Regions from separate parts of the Danio rerio genome. Here region 1 is linked to region 2. A link is a contact called in public HiCAR-type data. All regions are on one chromosome and are shown on one strand. Each heading gives the region's core, a stretch centred on a gene start, on an enhancer-like site or on the middle of the called end of the contact. The rest is flanking DNA. Distances are from core to core; before and after follow the strand shown.

Region 1 (5,141 bases), core at 1,106-3,605, 200 kb before region 2:
AGCGATCATGACACGTCACGTGGTGAATAATGATCCGCCAGCTGAGATCAATCGAGTACGCGCTTCTTGGGGAAGGTGCCCGAATCTCCATGCGTTGCATTCACTGCGTGTTCAGCGCAAATGTCCGCTAAAAGTCAAATCTAATACTGTACATATCATCGCCGAAGAAGCTCGCCTTTACTAAGTTTACACTGAAACTGCGGCTCATAACAAAGAGCGGTATTGCGACGATGGTTAGCGCAAGAATCCTGCTCTGCCTGCTCATAAAATAGGTCGGCTGACTCGCCTGCTTTCCACTAACACAGAAAAATGAAAATCAGCTCAGACTGAACCTTTAAATTGACACAAACTGAAACCAAAACTTTTAAAGAGTGATAGAAGTGAGACTTTACTTAATTTATTTTGTCTATTCTTTTTTGATTTGTATATTATTTTTTTAATTTATTTACTGATGACTGCTTTGCAGCTTTCACCATTGAATTGAATGATTTATTATAATCTTTTGTTTGTTTTGTAGCAGAAATATTATTTATTAAATTGACATGCATATAAAAACAGCAGTACAAAATACATATTTCTTACTGCAATGCTTCATTTTTGTTTGATGCAAACTATACAATTATTTTTCATAAAGTAACAGACTTTTTATAGCAGATTACCTACATTCATGCACATTCAAGGCAGTATCATAATGAGAAATGGAATTCATTACTATTATTGTCATTTTTTATCATCATTAATATTCTATGGCCTAATTATTAGACATTCATTTTGGAATTATTGCACACAAATATCAATGTCTTCGCAGCATTAGTTAGTTGTTTCTGGTTTTTGTCAGTCCTATTAATGTTGTTTTAAAATACAATAAATCCCTTAAAAACAATTTGCAGCGGTGCTCATTCATTTATGGTGGGTGCTCCTAAATTTTTTCTGGTGCTCCTAAATATTTGTAGTTGGGAGCACCGGTGCTACCAAGTAAAAAAGTTAATTTCGAGCCCTGCTCTGGTAATGTACACTTTTTGAATCATACTATAGTAAATAATGTCAATTAAGCTGTTGTAGTAGAATTCTATAGTTGCTCATGTAACACAACTACAGTAATATAAACAAATGACCCAATACTGTAGTTATTCTACAACTATGGGTATTTTACAAAACAACAGACCATTGTTTACTGTAGTAAAAAACAAAGTAAGCTACAATATATATGTTACATCAGTTCACTGCAGTTAATACTACAGTATGCTGGAGCATTCATTAACAAACAGTTGTATTTATTATAATATATACACAGTACATATGTACTGTATAGTATGGTTTAAAAACACTGTAGTATTTCCAATAATTTCTAATAATATTTATGCATTTGCATTGTCATGAATGTGTTTTAGTTTCATAACAGGGTATGTTTATAAAAGGAAAAATAACAAAGTACAACATATATATTACTATCAATGTGAAATATTTCATAGTGCTACTGAAATTGAATATTTTTAAAGCAGTTTTACTACAAATAACATTGAATATTTTTAAAGCAGTTTTACTACAAATAACATTGTTTAAAAGTGTTCGTGCAGTTAAACAGCAACCTTGTTGTTAGCCTACTTGTTTTTACCGTTAGTTAAGCATCAATTTTGCTACGAATAAAACAATGTAAGGTGCTTAAATAATAGAAATCACTTATTAGCCATGGCTTATTCCAGCTGTTTATAAAACGGTGTATAACGTCATATAGTAGAACAACAAACACTCACCATCGTTTCCATTGAGGGCTCCATTGTTTATTCCTTCAGTGGTTTGGCGGTCCAGTAGAAGAAAATTACCACAGCGCCCCCTACAGTACTGCTTAGCTATCGCCATTAATATTATGAAGAAAAAAAATATATAGCTTCTTCACCCAGTGACTCTTGATACTACCATGATGAAATAAATCGATAAAATTATGACATAACAAAACGAGTTGGTCCAACCTATTGTGTTTTGTTAAGGTTTATATCTACCCCAACCCTAAACCTCTCTTATTATAATGAAAAATAGTAATTAATGTCCAGTCTTAAAATTGTGCAGTAGCCGCAGTTAACCCTATCTTTTACAGTCTATGATATATAAACGCGACGTTATTAAAGCCCCTGGATTTTTTCTTATACGTAACGTTAATTTGCTTTCTGAACCCACGTCAGACATATAATAAATATATTATTTGTTTACAATTCAAGCTAGAAAGTCAGAGTAATAAATATGTTTAATGCATAAACATTTTGGCAAATGTGTATTAATATTATTTATATTAAAATACGTTAGTAGTATGCATTGGCGTTTTAGTGTGTTTGGCTCCACCTCTTGGCTCGCCGTACACAGTGTAGTCAATATGGCGGCGTCCATATCTTCAGTTCACTTTTAGCGACAAACAATAAAGAAAAAAAACTAGCGTATGAAATTGACATTAACGTGAGTTCGATGTCTTGTCATCTGAATGCCTAAATAACGTATGGTTTAATCAGTTGTAATTATGCATATTTTAACCACGTCGACTTGCGTTGTGTTTTAACAAGTGATGGCAATTCATTAACATTGATTTATTAATTTGTACACATTTCTCTATTAATCGTTTTCTGAATGTCAGATTATACTTAAAAAGCCCCAGCAATGTTATAAAAATAGGTATATGTGTGTATGTATATAAAAATGCAGTGATACCTTGTATATAACATTGTATATAGTCCATTACATTTTTACCCTGATATAGTTTAATAAATAATTTACACGACGTTTTGACATGTAAAATTGTGCATGTCAATGTCGTAAAAATGGCATGCACAAAAAAGTAATAAAAAACTCATCATTCATTTTGACCTGAGTTTTAATGGGGAATAAGAAATGACTTTTCTTACAGCAAAGCCATGAAAGTTGTCCCAAAACTTTAGCACTATGACAACACTTTCTGCTATAAGTGATGAATTACTGTAGGTGGTAAACATACTGTCAGTCAAAAATGCATATTACTTATATGTAATCATTTTGTATTTTTCTTGAATTAAATTGAAGAACAGTCACCATGTTCATTTGCATGTTGACCTTTACTCACTCAATACTGATATTTGCTCATCATCAGTGTTTATTCTGCAGATGTGTTTTTCTCTGATAGGCTGGGGATGTCCAGGCTGGCTGTGGTGTTCGGGGGTTCGCGTGGCATCGGGCGAGCAGTCTCTAAGCTGTTGGCACAGAGGGGTCACAGGATTGTGCTGTTGTCTAGGAATAAAGAAGCTGCACAGGCCACTGCTCAATCTCTCCCTGGAGGTGAATCTTTTAAAATGTCCGAGAGTCCTTTAATAGGTGTTTGTTTAATTCAGGAGTATACATTTAATTTCAGAAAACCATTTGGGCCTAAGCTGCGATGTCTCAAAAGAAGAAGAGGTTCAGAAAGCGTTTGAGACCATCAATAAGACCTGTGGCACTGTAGGGTTCCTGGTCAATGCGGCTGGCATCAACAGGTCAGACAGGATACTAAGAAATAATGCAGAAAGTAGAGGTAACACTTTATTTTAATGGGCCATTTCAACAGACATTTAACCCTAACCCCAGCCTAACAGTGTACTTATAATCTAATGAAAATTAGTTGGCATGTAGATGTAATTTAAATTCAACTATCGGACCATCAAAATAAAGTGTGACCAATGTAGATTGTGATCTTGAAAATACATGTGACAGATTGAAGATTAATTTCAGTATTTGGCTTCTAGTCAATGATCATGACCAAATAGGAGTGAAGAAGATAAATGTCACATTATTCCTCTAATAAAATAATGAATATGTGTTTATTTTAAAGAGATGCGCTATTATTGAGGAGTAAATCTGAAGACATGCTGTCTGTTTTGCACACTAACCTGCTGGGCTCCATGCTCACATGTAAGGCCGCTGTACGAAACATGCTCAGTCATGGAGGAGCCATTGTCAACATCGGTGAGCCATATTTCACAATGTACACTGTCTTATGATGATCTTATTTGTTATTTCAATTCAGAAGTGACAGCAAGGTTAAGATGAAAAAAGTGACTCTGCATCAGTAACTGAACATTTTGTGTTGATTAATTCACCACAAGATGGCGCTACAGCTTTAATATTTTAAATAATTTCACTGATTGAGCACGTCTTTCCGCACGACTTACAATGGAAATCGAATTTTTCATTTGGGTAATTAACAGAATATAAAAAAATGTTTGTTTGTTTTTTTTGGTTGAAATATTTATTTTGCATCAGTTAGGTTGGATATATAGCTCTATGATCCTATTGATGTTTACTAGCCAGAATAATGATATATTAAAGTTTTAGACAAAAATAATGTTAATAAAAATATGTAGTATGTGTTTTTGTCCAGTAAAAGAGTTTAAAACATATTCGTAATTGCATCAAATAAAATGGACAATAGTATTAGCATATTAAAATGCAAATAAGGCGTTTAATATTATCTTTCACAATGTTTGTGAAAATTAAATGTCAGCAAATGTGTCTGATATCATTGTCATTTAGCATAACATATATTTATGTAAAAATGAAGCAACATGATTATTCTCAAGTGTACTTGTACTGTCTAATCAATCTTTTTTTATTTGACTTGTTGAAAAATGGAAAAACCTACACTGTAAAATTTTTTTGTTGATGTTGAATCAAATGAGCTTTTCAGGTAATCTCAAATCAATCAAACTGACTAAAAATATTAAGTTAAATTCTGTATAACATCCGCTGCGTTAAAACATGCTGAGGTTGGTGGTTCATTCCGCTGCGGCGACCCCGGATTAATAAAGGGACTAAGCTGACAAGAAAATGAATGAATGAATGAACATTTGTTGAAACCTGATTAACTTACCCTGTAAAAAAACAGTTCCACACAATTCACTCATGTTGTCCCAAAACAAATCGATTAATTTAACTTAACAAATTTAAGTGGATTGAACACAAAACTATGAAGTTGTCCTAAAAATCCCCTCAAGAATTGTGTCGTTTCTGTTCATCTTAAATAAGTACACTGTAAAAAAATACTGGTTACCTTTAATTTTTAAGCTGAATCAAATTAACATTGAGAGTCCATTAAACTTACATTATGTTAAACTGAGTTAAAACAGCTTGTGTAACTTTTAAAATTA
Region 2 (5,424 bases), core at 2,803-5,302:
ATATTCGGGGTCATACTTGCGATTCGGCAAATTTGTTGCAACAATAAATGAAATTTCATATGTCAAACGGTAGGGCTGTCGCACACACATTACAAAATAAAAGTCCGGTATAAGCAAAAAAAGTACAAATTTTTACTTTTGTTGTTTTTTTTGACCACACACTCCGTGACCCACTGAAAATCTTCCCGCGACCCACCAGCTGAGAAACACTGGTTTACAGTATATAAAAGGATATTTATCTTTTTAACTTCAAATTTATAGATATAAATAACCTTAAGAATAAATATTTAGTATTTATGGCTATTTGCATTATGCTTTTATATAATCATTGCATAATCAGTGTTATAAAATGATCTCAAAATGACAGTAATACTGCTTATCGCAACAATTTCTGTAACAATATATAGCACACAAAAATCTTTATCGTTTTCGTTTTTTGCATATACTAATTGTTATATAAAGAAATAATTAATTATTATATTACTGTTTAATAATTGCCATTATTTCAAAAATAATTAGCAACCAAATAAAGATAAAACCATAAAGATTTTGGCTTGCTTCCATATTCTGTAAATGGTAAAAAAATCTATTGTCTGATCTCTTCCATCAGCTCAGTGCCAATCTAAGGCATGTACGTGTGTTTGAAATGGACGCAGAGGAGGAAGAGGATGAGGAAGAGCGAGCTGATGAGTCACAGGAAATGAGCTCAGACCAGGACAGAATTGAGGACACAAAGACTAATGAGAGTGATGCTGTTGAAGGTGGACGGGTGGAGGATGCCCAGGTGTCGGGTCAGGGGCCAAGAGACAGTTTGGATGACACTGCAGGATCAGATACACTTTGAAGATCAAACAAGTTCTACACGATGGAACTATAGACTCCTCTGTTATAACAGGTCATGTTTTTTACATAGCTAAGAAAAATTGCGATAAACATGAATATTTCACATCTTCATTTGTAAATAAATGAATTTATTGGTAATACCCTGAACTCATATCTGGCAAAAATGTTTCTGTGTTTTCTCTGGTTGGATGAACATTCAGCGTGCATGAAGGAAAGGCATTGTAGAAATGCACTATGCACAGTCATCCATTATTTATTTATTCCACAACTAACAGTTTTCAATACCATGTTTACAGAGATAAAGTGAATAGCCTTGAGTTAGTCATGTGACCTCAATGTAAATGCAAAATCAAACTGCTTTTTTGAGTGAAACATGCACTATCCAGTGGTAAATTTTCCATTCATTTCCATTCAGGGAAACTGATTTTAAATTAACTTCTCAATCACTTTGCTATGAGCTATACAAGATTGTTAATCAATGATATGTGCATTTGTTGAATCCATCAACATGCATTATTTGAGTATTTTAAAACAATTATGAAAATACATTCATACATCATATAAAAATGTCCTGATGTTCGAATAGGATCCAAATCCCTCCCATTTTGAGGCCCACCACAACTTGACATAGGAGTTCGGTTTCCCTGCCATTGAATTGATTGACATCCGTGTATTAACATGTCTCCGTAGTAACGCGTATAATCATATCAACAAGGCAGTTCAGCAAGATCTGTTCAGCGCTCTGTGATCATCAATCATCAAAAGAGGTTAAGAATGAGGTTTGCAAGTTTAAAATGTTTTTAAAACAGTGCATGTTTGTCGTGAATTACAGCGATTTTACCATCTTTATGGCAATACAATTATAAAAGACGACAATGACAATACAATTATAAAAGACGACGCTTCCATCCCGGTTTGTGGACGTTAAATCAGGTTTATTTTGTACATTGACATAACGGATATCCACAGTAGTGGATATTAACGTGTATCCTGTCAAATTTGCTGTGCAAAAACAGTGCAAAGTTACACACTTTGTGTGTGCTTGTGTGAATGTGCGTAAACTTTGTAACATCATTGTGCGTGACTCATCATTGCAGGAAAGCTTGAATAAACTCCAAAACAAATACATCAAATAATCATTGGGAAAGTTCTTACTGTAGTATTTCTCACAAACGTTACATGAGATCTGCTTCCTTCATGTCTGTCACTGTGCTGTTTATCTGACGCAGCCATGGCGGAGATTGAGGAACACTGACAGGCATGTGGAAACGGTGGGTGGAGAGAACTAGCATTAAAGCCACAGGACACAAAAACAGCTACATAGTGTTCAGAGCAGAAAATTTAAATATTCTCAGAAGTCTAATAAATAATCTGATGGGTTTTTGAGCTAAAACTTTACAAACACATTCTGGAGACACAAAAGACGCATCTTAAATCTTGAAAAAGCGCTTAAATATGTGCACTTTAAATTTTTGCTTTTGTAATGATGTGCTTCACCTTGTTACTGATCAGCTCTGTTCATGGGTTATTCTGTGGATCTTTCATGAAGACTACTTCAAAATAACTAAATTAATCCAGCGGTAAGAATAGATGGAATTGCTGTAATCTTCTCAGTTTTAATATTACAGTTTATTGAGAATTTCTAGGTTAAGTGGACGTCTATTTTGGTGGCTAGCAAAGGTTGAAAGTCTTTGCTCTAGTATAATATAAACATCTCAAGTCTTTCTGAACTTCATTTCAAACATGAACTTGAAGGATTGAGTAGGACTGATCAATTATTTTAAGATTCTAATGCAGAGTTGCCACTATAGAATATTATTAATCCTGAAATGCTCTAGTTGGTGTCAGTCATGTTGTGTTTTATTGAAGAGCTGTGAAGAAATATGGAAATGGTGCTGATTGTTATTAAAATAAAAATTATTATTTGAGTGGTTTGTTAGCTCAGCTAGATGAATTGAACAAGGAATGTTTTAACTATGGTGCTGTTTGGTCATTTTTTATGGAAAAAATGTTTGTTTTTATTCTAATCTGAAAGAAAACACATGGTAAAGGGTTTGGTACTTCCCATGTGAACATGCAAAAATAAAAATTTTAAATAAAATGGGCAGGATTAAAAAGGTCACATGATCTTGAAAATAATAGTCGCATGTTAATTGTGGTTAAAATGACAACATTGGAAACAAATAGGAAATGTCTTGTAGAATCAATAGTGAAAGCTCAAATTGTTTGTAAAAAACTTTTGGAAAAATATTTCAGAATTTATTTTGCACATTTTTAATAACATTAACAAACTGAGTAAGTTTTTTTTTTACTTTCACTTTTATATTCAAGATGTATGACCGTTTGGAAAGTGACATTTAATTTTCAGGTATAGTCAAACACGGTCAACGTATGATCATCATAGTTTAATACAGTTTTATTTAGTACCATAAAGTTGCAAATTCTAAAAGCCAAATTAAACCAAAACAACGTTTAATATAGTGCAATGAGTCTAGGCATATTTGACATTGATTCAGATTGTTTTGACTGCCATGCGGACATAGCTATGAGTTTAGGACAGATCAACTTAACCAGAGGGTGACCTGAACATTCATTCATTCGTTTTCTTGTCGGCTTAGTCCCTTTATTAATCCGGGGTCGCCACAGTGGAATGAACCACCAATTTATCCAGCACATTTTACGCCCTTTTGATTTTACATTTTTGATGCCCTTCCAGCCGCAACCCCCTTGGAAACATCAACACACTCGTTCATACACACTCATACACTACGGACAATTTAGCCTAACACAATTCACTGTGAATTGGACTGCGGGGGAAACCAGAGCACCCGGGGGGACCCCACGCGAACGCAAGGGGAACACGCAAACTCCACACAGAAACGCCAACACGGTACGAACCAGCGACCTTCTTGCTGTGAGGCGACAGCACTACCTACTGCACCACTGCGTCGCCCATGTGACCTGAAAAAAGATGTCTAAATTAAATTATTTTAGACCTTTTTGTTATGATTAACAACCATACAGAAGTAGGAAATCCCGCAAAAACTCTCCAACACAGTGAAAAACAGCTCGAGTGTGTGTCAGAGGTAAAATGCGCGTGCCTGCTTCAGGGAAGGGTCGCTCCCAAAACGTGCTCGTCCCCGCTGAGACACGTGATGACGTTTCACTTCTAGCTTCTCAAAGATTTCCCAGTTAGCGACTGGCGGACAGTAAAGATGGCGCCGGAGCTTACCGTGTGTACGAGTGCGACGAGAAGATGACGACGATACGATTAGTTACTTTCGAGCCGCGGCGTTGACAGTGCTTCACTTAACGGCCCTGCGACAGAGGCTCGCGAACTTACTGACTTTGGCGGTAGTTGATCAAACCTAACGGACACAACCCGCGCGCGGACAGACCTTTGCTTTTGCCATGGAGGATATCAACTCAAACATAAACGCGGACTTGGAGGTGCGGAAGCTCCAAGACTTAGTAAAGAAACTCGAGCAGCAGAACGAGCAGCTCCGGAGCAGATCCAGTTTACTGTCCTCTTCCTCCCCTGGCGGGAACACCAGACCGGTGAGCGCCGGGTTTGACTCCCCGGGAGCGGCAGCGGCACTCGCCGGGTTCACAGGGGTGGGGTTCGGCGGATCGAGGGGTTTCGATGAGGCTTTGAAGAACTCCAGGCTGAGCCCCAGACGATCATATCACGGCAGCAATTACGGAGATTATGATAGTGACAGCGGTTCATTTACCACCTCGAACACGAGTTTCGCGTCTTATTACAACGATTCCCTGGATTATATCGAGGACGGAGAAACTTCAGTGCTGGACGAGGTGGAGGTCCTCGATTTGGAGGACATGGATTGCCTGTACGAAGAGGAGGACAGCTGGTGAGTAAACTGTCAGTGCAAGGTGTTAACCCCGATCACAGGAAAATCACCTCTCCCAGACACGCGCACACACTGTTCATGTGTTTGACAGGTGCGCGCAGCTGCGTGTGTGTGTTGTGTGCGTGCAGACGACACAGAGAATGACGCGTGTTTGGTGGAATGCGCTTGATACATTGTTGCTCTCCTGTCTCTGACTAAGGGCTGGGGTTGCTTTATTCAGTGCATTCACTGCAGTACGACTGTCATCTGATGATTAGTGCCTGGTGTCTGAGCATTTGGGAGCAACAGTTTGCTGACTGCATGTATTCAGCTCGTACCACGGCCTTTCTTGCAGTTGCTTCTGACGTGTTGTTCTTTTTTATATGTCCTTCAGGTTATTTTAGAAGCAAGATGTGCTTCGTACATCTTCCTAATGACAGCCATGGTGTCATGCTTCAATGATGTCATTACAATCACACACACACACATGATGCATTTGCATCTAGATTTACTTTCTGCTCAAGCCTCGGATATGCTGGAGCAGACTATGATTGTACATAAAAGATGTACATAGCTTTCCGCTTGATCAACACTGTTTATGGCTCATTTAATGGGATAATTCACACAAAATTACAAACTGAGATGTAGATGACTTGTTTTTCTTCAGTAGGACATTAAAGAAGTCATTTAAATCATAAAATCTTATTTTCTAGGATATAGAGTACAAAAA

The links. HiCAR-type assays count read pairs that join an accessible place to other places.
Region 1: a contact with region 2 is called in a HiCAR-type map of caudal fin, with 4 times the contacts expected there. The contact joins the promoter of cbr4 here to the promoter of slain2 in region 2.

What each region holds. Positions count from the first base shown.
Region 1 is chr20:26,267,440-26,272,580 of GRCz12tu, reverse strand. cbr4 (carbonyl reductase 4) reads left to right here and starts at 2,355. Exons shown (of 6, transcript NM_205656.2): 1 at 2,355-2,448; 2 at 3,146-3,297; 3 at 3,371-3,491; 4 at 3,827-3,960. The coding sequence starts at 3,153. It overlaps si:ch211-191d2.2, which reads right to left and starts at 1,789. Exons shown (of 5, transcript XM_073934101.1): 1 at 1,755-1,789. The coding sequence starts at 1,778.
Region 2 is chr20:26,073,203-26,078,626 of GRCz12tu, reverse strand. It overlaps slain2 (SLAIN motif family, member 2), which reads left to right and starts at 4,052. Exons shown (of 8, transcript NM_001044846.1): 1 at 4,052-4,715. The coding sequence starts at 4,255. It overlaps anapc4 (anaphase promoting complex subunit 4), which reads left to right. Exons shown (of 28, transcript NM_001008589.1): 28 at 611-990. The coding sequence ends at 844.